2 separate regions of the Ovis aries genome follow, and region 1 is linked to region 2. Evidence: chromatin contacts called from public Hi-C data. All regions are on one chromosome and are shown on one strand. Each heading gives the region's core, a stretch centred on a gene start, on an enhancer-like site or on the middle of the called end of the contact. The rest is flanking DNA. Distances are from core to core; before and after follow the strand shown. Region 1 holds the start of MACROD1 (mono-ADP ribosylhydrolase 1). Region 2 holds the start of OTUB1 (OTU deubiquitinase, ubiquitin aldehyde binding 1).

Region 1 (4,785 bases), core at 1,033-3,532, 160 kb before region 2:
CTGTCCATCACCAATCCCCGGAGTTTGCTCAAACTCAACATCTATCCAGTCGGTGATGCCATCCAACCATCTCATCCTCTGTCATCCCCTTCTCCTCCTGCCTTCAACCTTTCCAGACATCAGGGTCTTTTCCAGTGAGTCAGTTCTTCGCATCAAGTGGCCAAAGGATTGCACCTTCAGCTTCAGCATCAGTCCTTCTAATGAGTATTTAGTCCATCCTTTAGGATGGACTAGTTGAATCTCCTTGCAGTCCAAGGGACTCTCAAGAGTCTTCTCCAACACCACAGTTCAAAAGCATCAATGCTTAGGCACTCAGCTTTCTTTATAGTCCAACTCACACGTCCAAATGTGACTACTGGAAAAACCATAGCTTTGACAAGACGGACATTTGTCAGCAAGGCAATGTCTCTGCTTTTTAATATGCTGTCTAGGTTTGTCATAGCTTTTCTTCCAAGGAGCAAGTGCCTGTTAATTTCATGGTTGCAGTCACGATCTGCAGTGATTTTGGAGCCCAAGAAAATAAAGTTTGTCACTATTTCCATTGTTTTCCCATCTATGTGCCATGAAATGATGGGACAAGATGCCATGATCTTCATTTTCTGAATGTTGAATTTTAAGCCAACTTTTTCATTCTCCTCTTTCACTTTCATCAAGAGGCTCTTTAATTCTTTTTCGCTTTCTGCCATAAGGGTGGTGTCATCTGTGTATGTGAGGTTATTGATATATCTCTTGGCAATCTTGATTCCAGCTTGTGCTTCATCCGCCCAGCATTTCACATGAAATACTCTGCATATAAGTTAAATAAGCAGGATGACAATACACAGCCTTGATGGAAGTCCATCACTTCAAGGCACATAGATGGGGAAACAATGGAAACAGTGACAGACTTTATTTTCTTGGGCTCCAAAATCACTGCAGATAGTGACTACAGCCATGAAATTAAAAGACGCTTGCTCCTTGGAGGAAAAGCTATGATAAACCTAGACAGCATATTAAAAAGCAGAGACATTGCCTTGCCGACAAACATCCGTCTTCAAAGCTATGGTTTTTCCAGTAGTCACATATGGACGTGTGAGTTGGACTATAAAGAAAGCTGAGTGCCTAAGAATTGATGCTTTTGAACTGTGGTGTTGGAGAAGACTCTTGAGAGTCCCTTGGACTGCAAGGAGATTCAACTAGTCCATCCTAAAGGATGGACTAAATACTCATTGGAAGGACTGATGCTGAAGCTGAAGGTGCAATCCTTTGGCCACTTGATGCGAAGAACTGACTCACTGGAAAAGACCCTGATGTCTGGAAAGGTTGAAGGCAGGAGAAGGGACTGACAGAGGATGAGATGGTTGGATGGCATCACCAACTAGATAGACATGAGTTTGAGCAAGCTTCCAGGAGTTGGTGAAGGACAGGGAAGCCTGGTGTGCTGCAGTCCATGGGGTGGCAAAGAGTTGGACACGACTGAGCAACTGAACTGAACTGGAAGTCCAGTGGTTAGGGCTCTGCGCTTTCACTACCGTGAACCCAGAATTCAATCCCTGGTCTGGGAACTAAGATCCTGCAAGCCCCGGTCAAAAACAAGCCAAACCCCGCCCCTCCCCCAAAACTATCATATTTATAACATAATAAAATGTTATAGAAAGATATTAACATGTTTATGTTAAAAAAACAACTCCATCCTTAGAATCCTTGTAAAAAAATATAGGAAAAATATAAAGAAAAACACCACCCCAATTCTTACACCGAGAACGCCGCTTGGAATTCTCATTTTCTGTCTTCAAATTCCAGGACTTCTATCCTTGCCTCCCGAGTTACTCTAGATTCGGTTCCAGTCGCGGCCCCGCCCGCCCCTGGGGCTAAGAGGCAGAGGCTCAGCGGCCTGGGTAATAGTCGCCCAACCGGCCCTACCCGTTCGCCTCATCTGCCCCGGCCGGCGGGGACGCGCGGCTCCCAGGGACTGCGGGTAGGGTGGGGCCCGGGTGACCGGTGAGGAGTTACACTCTCCTCTGTGCACTCGTCTGGAGGGGCGGAGACGGAGACAGGGTCGGAGGCCAGGGGCGTCTCCCACCAGGAAGTTGGAAGTTGCCAACTTCCAGCCCCGACGGGAAGCGCACGGCAGGAGCGCCACCGTCCGAGAGCCGGGCTCCAGGGCTGTGCGACTCGGCTGGCTGGGCGGGGCGCGCACGTGTGTTTACGAGTGCGGGGGCCTGTCTGAGGCCGGGACTACAAGTTCCAGGGTGCCCAGCGGCGCGCCTGGGTTTTCTGGCCGCGCGGCCCGCTGGCTCCCAAGCAGGTCGCCTCGGGCTGGCACGCGCCACCTGGTCCCCAAGTAAATAAGGGAGAGACTCCCTGAGCACGGTAAAGAGAGTCGAAGTGGGCGGGGAGCCGCCCCGCGCCGCCTGCTCATGTTTCTGCAGAGCCGAGCGTCCCGCCTCCTGGCACAGCTGCGCGCGGCGGGGCAGCTGCTCGGCGCCCCGCGCCCCTGGCCCGGCCCCTCGCCGGGTGCCACGAGGACCCGCAGTAGTGCGTGCGGTCCCCTGGCGTCCCTGAGCGCGCACCACCCGTGCGCGCGGACCTCAGCGGGAGTTGGGGCTTGGGGGGCGGCGGCGGTGGGGCGGAGAGCCGGGGTGCGCGCCTGGGCCCCCCTGGCCATGGCGGCGAAGGTGGACCTGAGCACCTCCACCGACTGGAAGGAGGCAAAATGTAAGTGTGAGCAGGAGGGGGGCGCGAGGGCGGCCCTTCGTGGGCACTCTCCGGCTGGACAGCACCCCGCTAGCCGCCTCGTCCACCCCAGAAAACTGGGGAAGTTAAGGTCCCATTTGCCTGGTATGGACGCCCCCCCCCCATTAACAGCCACGCCCCACATGTGCCCAGCCCCGGAAACTACTTCCCCCGGACCAGGTCCAGGGCCCAGTCGGAGGCAGTGTGAGGAGGGTGGCCTCACCCCACTGAAAGGGGTCGCGGGGCTCCCCCAGAGAGCACCCGGGACCTCGCACCTAAATCTGTTGTGCATGAGGGAAACTGAGGCCCGGCGCCTGCGCCGAGTAGCCCAAGGTCACTTGGAATTTGCTTCAGATCTCACAGTAGGCTCTCAACTCCCCCGGCTTCGCAATACTGGGGTTTCTCAAGTGGTGACATTTTAGAGTGGCAGGGAATGGGCTATGGGGCTGGCATCCCACCTGGTGGAATCAGATAGCCACAAGGAACGGGCCTCCCTGGGCAGGCCGGTCACACCTCCCCCCATACCCCCCGGGGCCTTCCTCTCTGGGCACGTGGTCTGTTGCCCTTTAGCCCTTCTCGTTGGCCTCTGGACACTTGTGAGCTCTCTGCCTCATTCCTGGGGGACACAGGGCGGAGGAGGGGGGCGGGGCAGGGCCGAGAGGGGAGGTTGTGTCTCTGAGAACAGTGACACCCCTGCTCCCCACACCCAGGAATCAAGCCATTTCCTCCGGCTGGGGCCGCGGGGGGGTCGGGGAGGGGGGCGGCGCGGGCCATGAGTCCTGGTGGGCATGAGTCCCAGGGCTGGCCTCTGGGCCAGAACAGAGGAGGGAAGTCAGGCAACCTGACCTGCAGAGCCTGAAATAGCCCCGGCTGCCAGTCCAGCTGCCCCTGCCCTTCAGGGCATGCTCCTTGGCCTCTTGTGACCATTCCCGGCTGGATCGCCTTTCAAAAGGGCAGGGACGGCAGCTCATTGGCTGGGACTTGCGGTGGCGAGGGTTCAGCCAATGGGGCTGGGGAGGCAGGCCTGGGGCGGGCCGCGGTTGAGGGTTAGAGGAGGCGTCCTCTGGGATTGGAGGTAGAGTTCGAGATGAACTACTCTTGTCGTTGAGTTGTGATGCCTTCGCTGGGATCTTAAAGCACCAGCCGGAAGCACTTGACTTTGCTCCCGGGGCAAAAGGAATGCTTGTCACCCCTTCAAGCCCTGGCCCCAGAACATCCAGGGTCAGGGTGGGGAGTGGCTCCCTGGCACGGGGACTGTCCCCACAGGGAGCCCTGATTTCCCTTCTTCGTCAGAGAACAGCATCTCAGGGTGGTGGGAAGGAGAGCTTGGAAGGCTGGAGGCCCAGACACCTGTTCCTGGGTCTGCTGCTTTCTGTAGGACCCAGCTCTCCGCCCCTCACACTCCTTGCCGGCGCTGAAAACTTCCAGACCTCTTGAAGCTAATGGGCCAGGAATTCCCAGGCTGCTGTGGTGTCTGTCTGCTAGGATCTGGGATTTCCATTCATTTGGTCCGTTTTTATCCAGCGCCTTCCGTGTGGCCAGCACTGCTATGCTGGGGAGACAGGTGGGGACCCTCCCCTCACAGAGCTTAGGTGAAGAAGCAGGGGGATGTGTTAGGGCAATGAGACAACGCCTGGTAAAGGTCGGTGCTTCAAGAAGCCGAGACGGGCAGGGCTGCCTGAGCTCCTGAGTTTGTCCAGGCAGGGGCAGTGTGGGGAGGCTGGGCTTGCCCCAGGAACCCCAGACCTAGGTGGAAGCCCACCCCACCAGTAGCCATTAGGTGGTAGTTTGTGGGGGTGATACAGAAAGATCCGTGTTTTAGTTATCTATTGCAGCTTAGTAACAGACTACCAGGACACTTAGTGGCTTGAAACAGCAAACGTTTCTATTATCTCTCAGTCCCTGAAGGTCTGGAAGCTGGGAGTAGCTTAGCGGGGTGGCCAGGCTCAGAGTTTCTCAGGAGGCGGGGATTTGGTTAGAGATAGAGAGGGCCCTTCCCAGGTGGCTGGCTCCTGTGAAGTGGCTGCTGGCTTAATGCCTCTGGTCCACATTCAAGGGGAGGGAAATTAG
Region 2 (5,152 bases), core at 1,340-3,839:
GCCGCTCCGAGACCAGTGGGTTCTGCACAGCAATCTGTGGGATGGGGAATCCATTACACTCTGACAGGCAAATGGAGTGACCCACACCTGTCAGCCCGAACATCTAGCTGAGAGTGGCTGGGCCAGTCACCCAGCGGCACATGGACCTCACATTCTCCCCATAAAGGCATCTAGTATCAGCTCAGCCTGGGGAGGAGGGAGCTTCCACAGTAAAGACAAACGGTAGGCCTCAGTCCAACCAATGTATCCCCAAAGTAAGGCCACTGGCCACAGCCACTCACCTCTTGCTGAATTCGGTCCTGCTGAGCCATGATGGCTTCATCATAAGCAAGACAGTTAACACCTGGAAAAAGGAAGAAGGCCAAGTATTACAGTGGGCCCTGGCTCTCCCCACTCCAGGAAGCTGGGCCGAGGACAAGAACGGGCCAGGAGAGCAGACGTGCAATCTGGAAGCATGCATCATGCCCTGCTCCACCCCAACTGTGGGATCTTGGCAAAGTCCTTCCATTTCCTGGGCATGAGTTATCTCATCTTTAAAGGGAGGAGGCCAGGGACTTCCCTGGAGGTCCAGTGGCTAAGGCTCCGAGCTCCCAATGCAAGGGGGCCTGGGTGTTAGGTAAAAGACGACCAGGACACCAAAAGAGTGTCTAACAGGCTTTAATGGCGAAGCGCTCCCGGGCGGGGTTCCCGGACCCGCCCAGAACGTGTTAGAAGTTTGTTTATATATGCACGCTGCGAGGGATGGCCAGGTTAGTGGATGGGGGTTTGGATAGGTTGCCGGGCCGAGGCGTCACGGGCTGATACGTCCTTCTACGTGGCGGAGGTGGGGCAGCTTTAGCTGGCAAACTGTGCTGTCACTGGTCCCCGGGATCTGGGAGGCCCCTTCCTTAGGGACTTCCCCCGCCGACGGGGGAGGGAAGGGGCGGCCCATCATGGCCCCCCGGGGTCCGATCTTACACTGAGTTTGATCCTTGGTCTGGGAACTAGATCCCACATGCCATAACTGAGACCTGGCACAGCCAAATAAGTATAAATAAATGGTGGAAAATAAAGTAAGCAGGCCAAGGTGATCGCCCCCCAGGGTACACTCTTCCAGCTCGAACAAGCCCTCTCCCCCTGCTCTCTAACATCACTTCCGAGCAGCCCGGAAGGCCCCTGAGCCAGGTCTATTGAGGAAAGACAGATGAGGAAGCAGACCATCTTCGGCTAGATGAGCGCTTTGCTTTCCTCAGTCACACCATTCCTCCACCTGCCATCCTGGGTATTCGTAGTGGTGCCCATTTTACAAAGAACAAAAACGCAGACAGGTGAAATCACCTGCCCGAAGTCGCGACGAGGAAGACCTGTGGTCAATCCCAGGTTTGTCTAATTGCAAAGCCTGGGCTCTTTGCCACAATAACTCCCCTGGCACCTCACTGCAGAGGCTCATCATCAGCTGTGAATAGAGACAGATAGCACCACCTTCCTCCCTTCACTGTGATGCCCTGAGGAGATGGTACCTTAAGAGGTGTAGTTCAATACTCATCACTGAGTTGGGCGGGTCCACCCTGTGGGCCCCATGCCAAGCAGCCACTGGTGAGGAGCCAGGAGACCTGAATCCTGGCTCTGGTTCTTTCTTAACTTACACGATCCTAAACCAGTCCCTTCGGGGATTGGGGGGAGGGTCTAGGTCCCCAAAAGCTGTTTTTCAGTGTGCGGTTAGAGAGGGAGCTGTGTGCTAAATGACTTTTAAGGCCAATCCTTTTGATCTTGAGCAGGCCGGGGCCTCAGCTGGGCTTCCACCCACCCCCGACACTGCACTGCAACTGGGCCATCCCTCCCAACCCTAGTGACCTCCTCAGTCCCCAGTGTCTAACTCAGGGGTGAAAAGAAGAGGGTGGGACCGTTTTGAGAGGTCCAACTCTTCAGGGGTCTAAGGAAACTATGCCGAGACAGGAAGCAAGGGGCTGCGAGGCTAGGAGAGGGGACTCTACCGGAAACGAAGGGCGCTGCCCTCCTGGGCACACACCTACGGCCGCTCACAACCCCGGGCGGCCCGCAGCATCCCCAGCGGCCCGCCCAGTCCTTTGTGCTCCGCAGCCCGGCGTAATTCGACGCCCTCCCGGGCTCGGGCCGCTCTGGAGGAGGCGGACTAGACGGGGCCGGACTAGGCCCGGGCCTGACTGCCAGGTCCGGGGCGGGAGAGCCGGGACCCGGGAGCCGGACGCCCAGCGGGGAGGGGGCTGGGCGGGGGGTGGAGGGGCGGAGCGGCCTAGGCCCCGCCCCAGGAGCGCGCGACAGGGAAGAGTCGCGGGCCGGAGGCCGGCCCGCTTTCTCTCCCGCCGCCCGGCCGGCCAGGGGTCGCGGCGGCGGCTCCTTCCATTGTGAGGGGGAGGGGAGGCGGCGGACGCGGGGGAAGGGGCCCTCCGCTCGCTTCGCCGCCAGCCGCCCCAGCCCTGGTTTCCTCGGGAACCGGCCATCCGGCATCGCCCCCGCTAGCCCAGGCCGGGCGGCTCTCCCCTGGTCGGTACCTTCGGAGTCGCTGCCAAGCGGCTCCTGCTTCTGCTGCTGAGGTTCCTCCGCCGCCATCTTTAAACAGCGCCGCACTGCCGACCGCTTCCGGGTTACTAGTCGGCCTCCCCCCGGAAGACAGCCCCTCCTCGAGGCCCCTCCTTGGTAACGCCCCTAGCAACGGGATCCCCTCGGGCGTAGTCACCCGAGGGGCTCGCAGTCTCGTTCGGCGGCGGCGGAAGCCGGGGAAGTGAGGGCAATCCCCGCCCGCCCTCCTCCCGCACACTTGCTCGGTTCCATCTTTCCAGGCTCCCAATGTGCCAGGTGGTGATAAGAGCTTCCTGGGGCCACTTGAGTTTTCTTTTCACTAGAGTTTGAAACGCGGATTGTATTATTGAGATAAGCAGGAAAATGAAATTCAAATCACGGAAGGCAATTCCCGCTGCGGGCTCCAGAACTCAAGACAGGCGAATGCAATGAGGATCACTTGGCCGAGGAGACCGGGAATTCTGCTAATATCCGAGCTCTGGGAATTCACCGCCCCCCTCCACCGAGTCTCGGTTCCGAGCGGGCTTTGGTGTCCTGCTTCTGACCGAGAGACCACGTCCCTCGGGGTCGACCTTACTTTGGACTACCTGCCCTTGTGGTTATGAGAAAATCAGGATTTTTTTTTTTTTTAAGATAGAAGTTGACAACAATGAAAAACAGATTCGTGGTTCCCAAGGGTTGAGTCGGAGTAAGGAGGGAAGTGGATGTGGTTATAAAAATGAAACAGAAGTATCCTTGTGGAGACAGAAGTGCTCTTTATCTTGAATATATATGGAGATCCTGGAATATGCTGTACTGTAGCTTCAAACGCAAGATGTTACCAGTGGGGGAAAGTGGGTAAAGGATACCCAGGATCTTTCTGTGTACTCTGTTAAAATCACCTGTGAATTATCTAAAAATAAAACTTAAAAAGTGTCAAGGCCTTGGATGCTGAAGATGCAGTTATTTAGAGAAGTCACCTTCAGGGGTACTGTTCCTTTGCCTTTCTCTATGGAGGGCCTTTTCCATGATATGACAGTGGTCTCTTAGCACTTGAGGAGGCCGTGTCTGAGCCCCAATCAGATCCCTCCGTTCATGATAATACAGGTGCAGAATAGGATGAATATCTTCATGAGCTACATCCAGTTCTGGAGTAGGGACGGTTGGTGCCTGGGCTCACCACACTGCCCACAGTGGCGCTCTCACAGCAACGCTACACATGCCAAGTCTTTGCCCCAGCAACATGGCAAATTACTATTTCCTAGGTCACCACCAATCCTTGTGTTTGCTTCGAAATTCAAGGAAGCAAAGGGGCTACCCATTTGGATCCCACTCCTACCACACTGGGCTTCTCGGGCGACACTAGTGGGAAAGAGAAGCCTGGCAGGCTGTCTATCGCCCAGAGTCACAGAGTCAGGCATGACTAAAGCCACTTAGCGCAACACACACCCAGAGTACACACGCTGTTCATTCCTTTTCCCAGTTTTGCCAGTGCAACCTGGAACTGCCAGTTGGAGCTTCAGTTAGTAGCTTGTGCATGCCGTGTTCAGGCGTGGCCGACTTTACAACCCTGTGGACTGTATCTCGCTGGGCTCCTCTGTCCATGGGATTCTTCAGGCTAGGATACCGGAGTGGGTTGCCATTTTCTCCTCCAGGGGATCTTCCCGGCTCAGGGATCAAACGCGGGTCTCCTGCATCTTCTTCCTTGGCAGGTGGACTCTTTGCTGCTGAGCAACCTGGGAAGCCCTCAGTCAGTAGCACTGGTATTACCAAACGAGGAGCAGTCGGTGACAAAAGCGTGATTTCTATTTTGGCTTTACAAAATCCTGAGAATAGCTGTAAGACAACTCCACCTTTACCTCCTTACTTTGACTAGGGAGTCTGGCGGGTGGGGAGCACGCAAAGGGGAGCTGGATCGGGATTGGTGTGGGGACAGAGAATACAGTTGCTCTGGAGGGCGAGAAGGAATCCGTCTGTGGTCCAGTGCTGGACTGCGGCCATGCTGCCAACGCCAAGTAAATGCCTCCCTCAACACAAGGGTCTGGGGCTGAAAGAACGGATCTCCACCCTCAGTGGATGCAGGGTGTGTAGCTGAGGGGCTCTCCCGCCTGCTGCCCACCCTCCCCCTCTTGTCAGGCCGGGGGAAGCTTTGGCTCTTAATCCAGTGTCAGGATGGTCAACTTTTGCCCTGCTCTTTTCCATGTCAATTTGGTGATAACTAACTATTCTCTTACCCTCATTCCATCTTTCTTGATACTTTTTTTTACCATTTTCGAGTTTTGGTTCTCCATCCTGAAGAACCTAAAACCCAATAGCATATTTGCCAGGAATCACCAGCTCCAGATGTCCACTTCTGCCTTTCAATCTGCAAACCCAGAAATGAATGGCCACACACTGCTGGTCCCGCTTTCCGAGGCCTATCACGGAACAGGCAGCACTGCTGCTTGGGGTCAGGCTGCTGTTGGAAAGTCACAAAGGTGATGGGCAGGAGCCTAGGACTTCATGTTCCACAGACCCGACCTGGCACAGATGCCTCTTTAGAGACCCCATGCAGAACCCAGGACTCTGTGACCTCAGCCAGAGACGAAGAGTTTTAGGACAGTACAGAGGCCCTAGAGAGCCACATGGCTTCCAG

What was found. A called contact is a pair of places that touch in the nucleus more often than the background predicts.
Region 1: a contact with region 2 is called in a Hi-C map of retroperitoneal adipose tissue, with 3 times the contacts expected there. The contact joins the promoter of MACROD1 here to the promoter of OTUB1 in region 2. A contact is called at or near these places in 13 of 16 Hi-C or Micro-C datasets (blood, hypothalamus, liver and 7 more).

What each region holds. Positions count from the first base shown.
Region 1 is chr21:38,929,228-38,934,012 of ARS-UI_Ramb_v3.0, reverse strand. MACROD1 (mono-ADP ribosylhydrolase 1) reads left to right here and starts at 2,282. Exons shown (of 9, transcript XM_060404077.1): 1 at 2,282-2,697. The coding sequence starts at 2,400. It overlaps LOC105604106 (a long non-coding RNA gene), which reads right to left and starts at 2,151. Exons shown (of 2, transcript XR_006057543.2): 1 at 1,738-2,151.
Region 2 is chr21:38,765,875-38,771,026 of ARS-UI_Ramb_v3.0, reverse strand. OTUB1 (OTU deubiquitinase, ubiquitin aldehyde binding 1) reads right to left here and starts at 2,589. Exons shown (of 7, transcript XM_027959286.2): 1 at 2,511-2,589; 2 at 282-343; 3 at 1-34. The coding sequence starts at 2,568.